Linked DNA regions of Mus musculus: regions 1, 3 and 4 are each linked to region 2. A link is a contact called in public promoter capture Hi-C data. All regions are on one chromosome and are shown on one strand. The core of a region is the stretch at or near the end of the contact, and the rest is flanking DNA. Distances in the headings are between cores, read along the strand shown. Region 1 holds the start of Cyb5r1 (cytochrome b5 reductase 1). Region 2 holds the start of Elk4 (ELK4, member of ETS oncogene family). Region 3 holds the start of Tmem183a (transmembrane protein 183A). Region 4 holds the start of Btg2 (BTG anti-proliferation factor 2).

Region 1 (2,700 bases), core at 100-2,599, 2.4 Mb after region 2:
CTCAGAACTGTGCATACTGGTTTGTGATTGTACAAATTCAGTATGGGCACCGCTTGGTGCAGAGATACTTACTGCAAGGGAAGGTCCGGCTTGACCATTTCTGAGTTTCCTGTGAGATAAACCCGGTTTGAAAGAGGTTGGTACCAAATTTTGGTTAAAAATAAAAAATATTCTCCGGCTCTACCTCGCCTCCCCAAAAGGTACCAAGAGCCACATGTGTGGGTTTTACCCACGGGAGGAATCGGGTCCATGTCCACCCAAGCCAAGGTTAAAAGCCCACTCATCTACGGATGAGAAAATCATTTGATCACCTCAGTTAAGCGTTGCCTTATTTAACTTAATTAATAGGGGGGAGAGAGATTGGAGACGTACTATTGAAAGGGCAAGCCCTTCACTGCCTCCCACCCAAATAAAAAGGCCAATTGGCCTTGTACTACAAGAGCCGGTCACTCCTTCTCCCTGTTTCCCACCTATCATCCAAAAAAGCGGAGAAATATCAACTTAGTGTTATTATAGTGTATTTCACATTTGTTCAGTCAAACTTAGCCAAAGTTCCAACGCCCTACTTAAAATTCAACTAGAAAGTTACCTACCAAGTACTAATTAGCATTATAAAGTCAGAGCCTACAGCTCCAGGCTTTTCAGTTAGTTGTTCACTAAGATAAGAAAGGACAGTCTTAAGCCAGATACAGTTTACCATAAGAAAGGTTATAGAATCCCAGTGAAGCAAGTTTTTTTTTAGCCCTAGATTCCAGGCAGAACTATTGAGCATAGATAATTTTCCCCCCTCAGGCCAGCTTTTTCTTTTTTTTTTAATTTTGTTAATAAAAGGGAGGAGATGTAGTCTCCCCTCCCCCAGCCTGAAACCTGCTTGCTCGGGGTGGAGCTTCCTGCTCATTCGTTCTACCACGCCCACTGCTGGAACCTGAGGAGCCACACACGTGCACCTTTCTACTGGACCCGAGATTATTCGGCGGGAATCGGGTCCCCTCCCCCTTCCTTCATAACTAGTGTCGCAACAATAAAATTTGAGCCTTGATCAGAGTAACTGTCTTGGCTACATTCTTTTCTCTCGCCACCTAGCCCCTCTTCTCTTCCAGGTTTCCAAAATGCCTTTCCAGGCTAGAACCCAGGTTGTGGTCTGCTGGCCGGACACAACAGCTAGGCATTTCAATTGTCTGGCAAAGTAGCCTGTTTGGGGAAGAAAAAAAAAAAAAAAACAAGAACTTTCATCTGAAAGCTTCCTGTTCTATTTTAAGCCTGTGCGTGGCTCAACATTCCACTCTCCGTGAGACTCTCAGACCGGCGAGATTTCTCATCATGCTAATTAGCCTGGCTCCATGTCAGACAAAACTGTCATCCTTTGGGGTAGGTCTAAGTTGCAGAGAGAAGAAAGCTCTCAAAAGGAGGGCCTGAGACGGCCAAGATACCCACGCCCTTGGACCACCTACTCCGCACGGAAGAGGGGGGGGCATAGTCCCCGCTAGTCCTGCCTCAGTCAGGCCCTCCTCCATAGACCACGCCCCGGAGAGCTCCGCCTCCGGGCCCGCCCCGCGGCGCATTGTGGGATCTTTCCGCCCCACCGGAGCGGGACGCACCTCTAGGTCATGGGGATCCAGCCGGTAAGACCCTCGTTCTGTGCCCTGAGCCCGGGGTCACCGCCTCAGCTGGTTCTGGGCAGTCTGCCCCGCGGGGCTGTGCCATACCCACCTTGGATGCTGGAGTCTCGCTGCACGAGCTGCGGGCTGAGTTCACTGCTCCGCTTGCTTCTGAGGTTTTGGCATGCTTTCTCGCTGGAGCTCAGGATCGCTACTCCTGGTCCTCCACCCACACCCTGGCACTTCCTCAGCGTGGCGATCACGCTTCCTCCTCTATCCACAGAGCCCGGTCTTGCTAGCCTCTCTGGGGGTGGGGCTGCTTACTCTGCTCGGCCTGGCTCTGGGTACCTACTTGGTTCGAAGATCCCGCCGGCCGCAGGTTACTCTCCAGGACCCGGATGAGAAGTACCTGCTGCGATTGCTAGACAAGACGGTAAGTTGTGAAGAAGTGGGCTAGGGCAGAGAGTGGATACTTAGTTTGAGGGATAGCATCGAGAGTGGTTGGATTGCTCCAAAAGACTTGGCAGGCCAGACCTGCCTGATGAAACATCTTGTCATCTATCCTCTAGACAGTGAGCCACAACACCAGGAGGTTCCGCTTTGCCTTGCCCACCGCCCACCACATTCTGGGGCTGCCTGTGGGTAAGAAAAAAGGGAGTGGGCTTCTCTACTTGGCATCGTATGAGGGCGAGTCACTTCTTAGGTGGTTTTCCTGCTAAGAAAAACCATTGCCCTTCTGTCAATCCTTCAGCCCATGAGGGACCACTCTTTTAGGGTGTGGCTTCTGTGCCCCTACGCATCTCTAACCTCCAGGCTTCTCTCTTTCCTTAGGACTTATTATAACCCGCCTCCTATCCCAGAAAACACTAATTTTCCATTATGCAAATCCTCTGCTTACCTGCTGCTGCTAAGGCCCTGGCAGTAGGGAGTTTCAAAGGTGGGAGGAGGCAGGAGATACTGCGGAGGGGTCCTCTCAGTGGGACTGCAGCTTATGTGTCTCTCTCCATGGTTCCCAGGTAAGCACGTCTACCTCTCTGCCCGAATTGATGGCAGTCTGGTCATCAGGCCTTACACCCCTGTCACCAGTGATGAAGACCAAGGC
Region 2 (2,700 bases), core at 197-2,696:
GCCATGGTTGCCTGTTAAAGATCTGTACAAGAGCAAGCAGTTGACATTCCATTGTGAACAGAGCATAGACGCCCCGCCCCTAGCTGAAGAGCTATTGGCCTTTGATGGGTGCCAGAATGAGTCAGTTTTCTTTAGAGGTGGGTCCCTGACCACGATCTAGTGGACTAGTGGACTGTCTCACATCCAGGCATATATGGGCAATACTAACTGGACTCACTGGGTTAAGAAACAATGAAAAAGAGGGCACATAGGGGGATCTGGGAGGAGTCAGAAAGGTGAGGGAGGGGGACTATGTTTAAAATATATTGTATGCATGTATGAAATTATCAAAGAAAAAATTATATATATAGATATCTGTATCTATATATCTATATAGATATCTATAGCTATATATATATGAAACTGAGCTTGGTGTTAAAAGCCTGTAAATTCATCACTTGGGAGGTGGAGGAAACAGGATCAGGAGTTCAAAGTCAACCTCAGCTCGGACTTCATGAGACCTTGCTTCCAAACACAAATCACATTTGTAAGAACCAGCTTACGCTTAACATCCTCATAATGTTGATACTGAGACAGGGTTGCTGAGAGTCCAACCCCAAATTGAGTGGCACAGTCAATCCCATGAGAGCTTTAAGTACAGAAACTGTCTCAAAAAGCCTAAGTAAACAAACAACACACTCATTCGTTTAGTGGGGCAGGGAGACAAAATGGAACGCTCAATTGCCTCAGCTGCGAACACTTGTGAACCTTGGAATTGGGTGTTGATTTCTGCATCCCTTCTTTGGATGTTGCAAGTTTTGAAAATTAGGTTTTCACAGTGACTTTACAGGCAATGAATTGGGTGTTTCGGATTCTTAAGTAAAGTCACTTAGACTGGACGTGGTGGTGCACATCTGTAAATATCTGTAATCCCACCACTTGGGGCCAGGAGTTGAAGCAGAAGGATCTCCTATGAGTTCAGAACAGCTAGAGCTACGTGTTAAAATACTGTTTCTAAACCAAAAAAAAAAAAAAAAAGAAAGAAAAAGAAAAAAGAAAAGAAAGAAAGAAAGTTAAAGCTCTGGACCAAGCTAAGTTGGTAAGGGGGAAAGCTTTTCCCATTCTAGAGAGACCATTCGTCAATGATTCTGATCAAGTGGTGGTGGTAGCTCGCAATGTAAACCAGTGGGCGTCGTCCTCACACGTCAGCTCCGCCGCCACAGCCCTGGGCCCAGATTGCTACCCCGAGAGCCCTAAGCAGGACTTTGGGCCTGCGAGGAAGTACGAATGTCCGGCAGAGCAGGAGTCCCCGGAGCGAGTGCACGGGACGGACTAACAGGGTACGTACGGGAGCCCCGGGCCAGAAACAAAACACTGGCTTTGGGGCCCGGCCCCTCCCCCGGAAGTGACGCTCGCGCTGCTTCGGCGTCGAGGAAGGGCCCCGGCAGTGCCGGGGGGGGGGGGTTTGAGAGTGGCGGAGGCCGCGGAACGACGGGAGACGGCGGCCGTAGTGAAGAACGTCGAGCGCACGCACGGCGAGTGGCAGCTTAACTATAGCCACTTCGCCGTCCCGGCCGCGTGTGCGAGGGCGGGGCTCGAGACCTGCGGCAGCGGGAGATGCGGGCGGCTGCGGGCACGCGGCTGGCTCGGCTCGGCCGCCGCTTTCTCGGGCCCCGGCGCGGGGGTCGCCACTGTTCGCCGCGCGGTCTTTGAGGTCCGAGTGTGAGGAGCGGTGGGCGACAGAGTCTCGCACCGCGTTCAAGGCCGAGGAGTCCCGTGCCCTGCCTGGTGAGCAGCACGCCCACGCCCCGTCGGGGTCTCGCACCACCGCCCCTCAGCCAGGTTTCCGCGCGGGCCGGGCGGAGGTTGCGGGCGCGGCAGGAAGTGCACCGGGCGGAGGGAGGGGCGGAGCTTGGTGGCGGGAGGGTGGGACCTGGTGGGTGGGCGGGGCCCGCTGGCGCGCTCTCCTTGGGGGAGCAGCTCGGTGGAGCTCAGGTGCTCGCCGGAGCGCCCCCTCCGCCTTGCCCGCACCTCGGTGGGTCGTGAGAAGTCCCTTGGGCGGAAGGTGGCAGCGGTTTTTTGTTGCCTGGGTGGGGCAGAGGGGAACGGTTTTAACTTGCCGGAGTGGCAGGAAGTTGGAAAGTGAAAGTGCTTTCTTGGCTCGCCCACGGGCCGGAGGTCTGCGTCTCCCCGCACTTTGATCTCGGGGCGCGCGGCCTCACGCCGCATTCTTCCCTTCCCCAAGCTCGCTGTCCATCCGGCCACAGGTTTTTCTTTCTCTACTTTTCATCAGTCCTCCTCGCTTCCTGTACAGCTGTGGCAAGCTTTTCCTCGGAAAAGCATTGGAAACATCTTTGAGGGGAGGAGTTTTAACGGGCATCGGCAAGGAAATAAGGGGGAATTTGTTGGGTGAACTCAGAAGACACGGTTGGCATTTTCTCGAGCCCTTGCAATGTGAAGGTTAGGTCATTTAAGTAAGAGTCTTTCAGTAGAATGGCTGCCGTTCTAAGGTCAGAGCTCTTCTCTCTTCCCCCCCATGCACAGAACGTGGGGCTTCTGTATTTCCGGCTAGGAGTGGTGTTTTTAAAAGAGTATGATTCAACTTTTCCTTGTAGGAACTCTTTGTTCTTTGATCTTTGGTTTTATTTTAAAATGGAAACTGCTTACGTGGAGTTTGTTACATTTTTGGGGGGGAAATATTGTCTTAACTTTTGGGACACC
Region 3 (2,700 bases), core at 27-2,526, 2.4 Mb after region 2:
GACAGAGCTCAGTGCTCAGGAAAGCAACCCGTACCTTTATGTCTCTTGCTCTTCTTTTTTCTGGAGACTGATCTTTCCTGAGTGCTTTCTTCCTGGGCATCCATCTCATCACTGCTGTCCAGGATGTCACATGGCTCACCCACCCCGGAAAGAGCCTCCTCGGCAGGAACCTGGGACGCTTCCAAGCCACAAAGAGATTTTACTAGGAGGAAACAAGGAGAGAATGAAACGCACTTGGTCCCATCTGCAAAAATCTTGAAAGCAAGACAAACATAACAAAAAAAAAAACAAAAAACCCAATATGCCAAAGAAATGGAAGTCAACTGCATGGTAAAATATGCACAAACTACCAAAAAAAAAAAGGGGGGGGGGACTGGTATCAAGGAGTGGCAGTGGAAATTAACGAGTACAAAAAGTTGTGTGGGATTTTGTTCTTGTTTTGGTTTGGTGGTTCTTCTGAGACAGGACCTCACACTTGCTAGGTAAACCAGGCTAGCCTTAAACTCACAGAGATCCACCTGTCTCTGCCTCCCCAATGCTGAGATTAAAGGAATGCCCACCGCAGCTGGTCACAAAGTTGGTTTTAACTCAAAGAGGAAACAAAACCATTTCGGCTCCGGAACCTGCTGATCCTGGCTACACACACCCATCCCATCCAGGATACGAAACGAGAAAGTAAACAGTGGGAAGAGCAAACACGTTCATGACCCAAAGGTCAGTAGAAAAAACACCGGGACGCAATTCCAGGTAAATACAACACCCAATGCTGTCTCTTAAAAGCTTGGGCCTAAAAAGACCCACGAAAGCCTACCTTCCTGCTGAATAGCGTTGGCCACGGCTTTCTTGACCCGTCCAGACCTCACCACCGCCGGATCCGAGTTGGCATAGTCCGCCACGGTCACTGAAACAGAGCAAAGCGCCAAGGCCTCCTCAGACTCGAGGCAAAGTCTCCGCCACCGCTCCCCGCCGGGTCCCGCCGCGCCCGCCCCGGCCGCCCAGCCCGCCTTGGCCGCCCAGCCCGGCCCCGCCCCTCGCCCACCTCGGCCCGAGCAGGCGTCGTGGGCCCGGAACTTGAGCCGCTTTCCTCTCTTGGGCATGGTGACGGTGTCCCGATGAGGCCCGCCTAGCTGGCCGGAGCCCCGGGCCATGTCTCGGCCCCGAGAGCCGGCTCCCGGAGCCGCAGAGCACCTCCACCCGGCTCTGCGGCCATCCCCGCACCGAGGCCGCGGCTATCGCGAGGACTTCGGCGAGGGCTCTGGGTCCCGTTGATTGCCGACGCCCCTCTCGGGGAGCCAATCGCCTCCGGGGCCCGGTGACGTCATCACCCGGCGCCCTCAGCCGCAGCGGAGGCCAGGTTCCCAAAGCGGAGCGGGCTGTAGGACGGGGAGTGCGTTGTCACCGTCTTCATCACCGTCTTCTCTGGGGCGTTTGGTCCTCCAGACCGCGTTCTTTAGAACTAATAATTTACATCGTGGTCCACTTCAGCATCTAGATTGCATATATCTTGTTTTCGTCATTCTCTCTTTCCCACTTACGTCAAGTAACCTGAACGTAAATATCAAAGCGGTCGCTATAATTTTGCTTACAAAGGCTTTGAAATTCTCTCTGCAGATCAGTGGCTAACTCCTGTAATCCCAACACAGAGAAAGGATCAGAAGGTGAGAGTCATCCTCGGTTCGTAGCCAGCTGGGCTACAAGAGATGCTGCCTGAAAAATGAGTAAATGTCTGAATTCTCAAAGTAGAAGAGATTCTTAAAAGGTTTCCCATCACCATCATCCGAGCAAATTCTAGAAGGATAGATGAGAACATATAATTCCTTTGTATTAAAAGAGAAGTCCCGTGTTGTGTCTTTTTTTCTTCTAATTCCCTTTCAGCTCCCAAAGTGTTAACAGTCCCTGGCTTAAGAAACAGTCCTTTTGACCCAGGCAACCCAACTGGCTAGATCTACTCAGAGAGTGCCCTATAAGACACCTCAAAGGGGTCTCCATTTTATTCTACCTAGTACTGTGCACAGAAGTTCATAAAGAGCAAACCACATAACTTACTAGAATTATGAAACAGTCTACCACCAGGGATCATAGAATAAGGCTTGGATCACTTGGGAATGATAACTGAAACAACATAATTGGTTATAATCATGCTCTAATTTATCTAGAATTATAACAGGAAGCAAAGGTCTAACAGCCTATAATTGTTCTAAATAATTTTCCATGTATACATAATTAATGTCTGTAGTTGAGTTCAAAATACAGCTGGTCAGCACAGAGCCTTCTCATCTCACGTTACCAGTAAAAATTTAATGAGGCTTTCATGCATGTAGATCTCTGCTCATGTGACACTCTTTAATACTCACACCCAGGAGTCCAAAGGGAATCAAAGATGCAAGAGACTCAGGCCCTATTAATAAACCACTAACTGCTTTAAAAACATAAGGATTTTAGCTGAAATGTTCTCTCATTTTAATCCTTTGGAATGAAAAACATGCTAGTTACACCAAAAAAATTTCTCTTTCAAATTTTGATTGAAAAAAATCTTAAACAAGATTTCTTGGAGTATTTAGCCAATTTAGAGGAACAAAGAACCCATACGTCTTTTATTCCTCATTTCAATAAAAAGTAACAAGTGGAGGCCTAGGAAATGCTTACTCTAGAAAGTGCTTGCCAAAAAAAAAAAAAAAAATGCTTGGCAAGACTTTATCA
Region 4 (2,700 bases), core at 182-2,681, 2.1 Mb after region 2:
AAGATGCGCCGTTAGAAAGCATTCTCTGATGTTTACCACAAGGGGAGGATGAGGGGAGAGGGCTGGGGAGGAGACTTCCTCTTCTCAGCGACAGTATTTAAGAGCCTCTCCTTAAACTCCCCCTGCCACTTAGAAAGATTCCTGGGTCCTTTCCAAGTTTTTGTACACTGGAAAGCAGCCCCAGAGCTTTCAGGTAGATGCTCTATGGTGGTCATGGATATTTTTGGCACAATCCTGTTTAAGGCAGGAAGGGCTAGCAAGAACCGGCAGGGCCTCTGACGACCAAGGCACTGAAATTTCAAAGCCGGTAGGTAAGCGGCCAATGTTGTTGGTTGCCCAACAAGTCACAAGGCCTCTCATCCCTTCCGCATCAGAAGAGTTTTGAGATCTTTAGCAAAGGTAAGGGGATAAAAAATGGTTTTGTTTTGATGAAACAGCTGTTGGTCCTCAGATCTGTGCCAACATGTTGAGAGATGGCTATCGCAGCCCAAGGCAACCAACCAGTTATAACAGCTGCGGACAGAGGCTAAAGGGTGGCTTATCACTCCTCCACCTCCGTCCCTCACACCCTGCCTCCATAACACACACACCCCCTCCCCGCCCTCGCAGTTGGCTAGGCTACCAGGCTCTTTTCTGTACTACAATAGGTGGCAGATGGTGAAGAGGGACCAAAAAAGAAAAAATACAAAGGGGGCCCAGATTACAACTTGCAGCGGGTAAACACGCGGCAGAATGGGCCTGTATGATGACAGGCTCAGGACTATACAGCAACAGTGGCTAGGACTCAAGAGTTGTCTAGAAAGTTCAATTGCGCATAAAAGTCGCACAGCTTGGCCTGGCTTCACATCCCCTGAGGGTCTGTTGTTCTCCAAGATTCGGAGATAAGGGTGAGCTCGGACTCTGAATACACACACACACTGACTTTTCTCATGGTGTTGTCAGGGTCTCAGAATGTACTCAAGGAAGAGGGTCGGAGCCTCGGGAGCGAGGCGGGGACTGGAGGGCTGGGAGACGGGGACTTAACCGAAGGGACAGAGGACCATCAGTGGCCTCAGAGATTAATTAGAGAAAGACATCTGAGACCCGGAGTTGTTCGCGTAGGGGTCCCCGTCACAGAACAGTGATAAAGACACCCCAGGCAAGAAGTGGCCGCGCCCGAGTGGTTCCAAGACCCCGACGTGTGCTCACCGGTCAGTGCGTCCTGGAGCGCCCTACTGAAAACCTTGAGTCTCTGCTCGCTCACGCAGCCCCGAGTCCTCAGGAGACTGGAGAGGAAACCCACGGCGGCGGCGATCTCCGGGAGCATGTCGGTTCTCTTCCCGTGGCTCATACCGGTGGCTGAGGAAGTAGCTGTATTAGAACGATGATGACGGTCTGGCCACCTCTCGGGCTCTGCCCGGACTTTCCCCGGGCTGCGCCTTTCATACCACTCGGGGAGGCGGGGAGCCGTCGGTGGCGCCCATTGGCCGACGCTGGCGGATGGGGGCGTGCCCCTCCGGTGTCTCGCCTCTCCCCTCCGCCTGCGCCCGCCCCTCTCCGCCCCGCCCGCCAGCTCGCCCGCGCCTCCCAGGCGCTGAGGTCATCGCTCACTGACGTCATTATTGGGAACAAGCACCGGACTCCCGTGCTGTGGGAGGCAGGCGGGAGAGGGCCTTGGACCTGGGCAGAGGAAGCGCGCTACACCGGGCATGCCCGGACGTCGTCTCTGCACAGCGCCAAAACCCAGGTTGCCTGCTGCCTCCTCCAGGATGCCCTCGCCGATGTTATTTCTCCCATGTCTCCTGACAGACACTGACAGAGCCGTTCACCCCCCTACCTGAACATCTCTGCCACTCATCCCCCCAGCTGATCAAAACGGGTTCCTCGTGTTTTCAGCAATGGGGATTGTATTCTTTTTGCTTCCATAATAATTCCACCTCCCCCAACAAATTCTGCTCTTCCTCTTCTGTAATTGCCTAAAAGTAATCAGCTCTCACTGTTTGGTGGGAGGAGTGTCGAGGAGAGTATTTTCTGTCCGTAGGGTTATTTTTCCAGCACTCACTTTCCTTTAAATGGCAGTGTCTGTGTGTGTGTGTGTGTGTGTGTGTGTGTGTGTGTGTGTGTGTGTGTGTGTGTGTGTGTTTAAGTAATCTGGTGTGAATTGTACAAAGTTTTCCATCAGTTCCCTGCCCCTCCCTCTTCCCTGATTGTTTTCCTTCCTTTTTGTGCACTGAGGCTTTTGTAAACACTAGCTCCCCAGAGGAAAGGCTTCAGGTCTGGCTTGTCTACACGCAGGGGCTCAGGGACTGGTGCCAGGAAGCTAGGCAGACTACTGAGTGGGGCAACTTGTCACCCACATCTCTGAGCCCTGCACAGGATGGGGCCTGAATTTAGCGCCATGGCTTGTGTAAAATCCTGTTTTCCCTGAGTTCTAAGCCAGGCTTCTCTCCCTGTATCCCTGGTCTGAGCCACCAGCTTCCCTACCTGGATCCTCTGTATCCACCCTACCCCATTTCCCTCTTCCCTTTTCTCTCCACTGTCTGTTTTGCTGCTTGTTTTTCTTCAGTGGACTTCCCATCAATACTTCTGTCCCTTTTCCCACATGCTCTATCCCTCCCTCTAAATGTCTAGTGCTCCCTCTAAAGCTACCTCCCTCCCTGTTCCCCCTTTCAGACAAAGCTACTGATCACTGTCCCTATAGCACCCAGACCCTCTTTTTGC

Evidence for each region. Promoter capture Hi-C pulls out the DNA fragments that hold promoters and counts their contacts. Capture Hi-C pulls out chosen DNA fragments and counts their contacts.
Region 1: a contact with region 2 is called in a promoter capture Hi-C map of adipose tissue, with 6 times the contacts expected there. The contact joins the promoter of Cyb5r1 here to the promoter of Elk4 in region 2. A contact is called at or near these places in 2 of 39 promoter capture datasets (the C10 cell line and liver), 1 of 115 datasets of contacts at active chromatin or transcription factors (thymic regulatory T cells) and 1 of 9 other capture datasets (adipose tissue).
Region 3: a promoter capture Hi-C map of liver shows a contact between it and region 2, with 3 times the contacts expected there. The contact joins the promoter of Tmem183a here to the promoter of Elk4 in region 2. A contact is called at or near these places in 3 of 39 promoter capture datasets (the C10 cell line, embryonic stem cells and liver).
Region 4: a promoter capture Hi-C map of liver shows a contact between it and region 2, with 2.7 times the contacts expected there. The contact joins the promoter of Btg2 here to the promoter of Elk4 in region 2. A contact is called at or near these places in 3 of 39 promoter capture datasets (the C10 cell line, erythroid cells and pre-B cells), 1 of 484 Hi-C or Micro-C datasets (B cells), 2 of 115 datasets of contacts at active chromatin or transcription factors (large pre-B cells and thymic regulatory T cells) and 1 of 9 other capture datasets (liver).

The regions. Positions count from the first base shown.
Region 1 is chr1:134,404,432-134,407,131 of GRCm38.p6, forward strand. Cyb5r1 (cytochrome b5 reductase 1) reads left to right here and starts at 1,350. Exons shown (of 9, transcript NM_028057.3): 1 at 1,350-1,622; 2 at 1,882-2,031; 3 at 2,168-2,240; 4 at 2,615-2,700. The coding sequence starts at 1,608.
Region 2 is chr1:132,006,174-132,008,873 of GRCm38.p6, forward strand. It overlaps Elk4 (ELK4, member of ETS oncogene family), which reads left to right and starts at 1,447. Exons shown (of 5, transcript NM_007923.3): 1 at 1,447-1,767.
Region 3 is chr1:134,360,723-134,363,422 of GRCm38.p6, forward strand. Tmem183a (transmembrane protein 183A) reads right to left here and starts at 1,277. Exons shown (of 8, transcript NM_020588.2): 1 at 1,040-1,277; 2 at 812-901; 3 at 35-202. The coding sequence starts at 1,148.
Region 4 is chr1:134,077,724-134,080,423 of GRCm38.p6, forward strand. It overlaps Btg2 (BTG anti-proliferation factor 2), which reads right to left and starts at 1,432. Exons shown (of 2, transcript NM_007570.2): 1 at 1,189-1,432. The coding sequence starts at 1,330.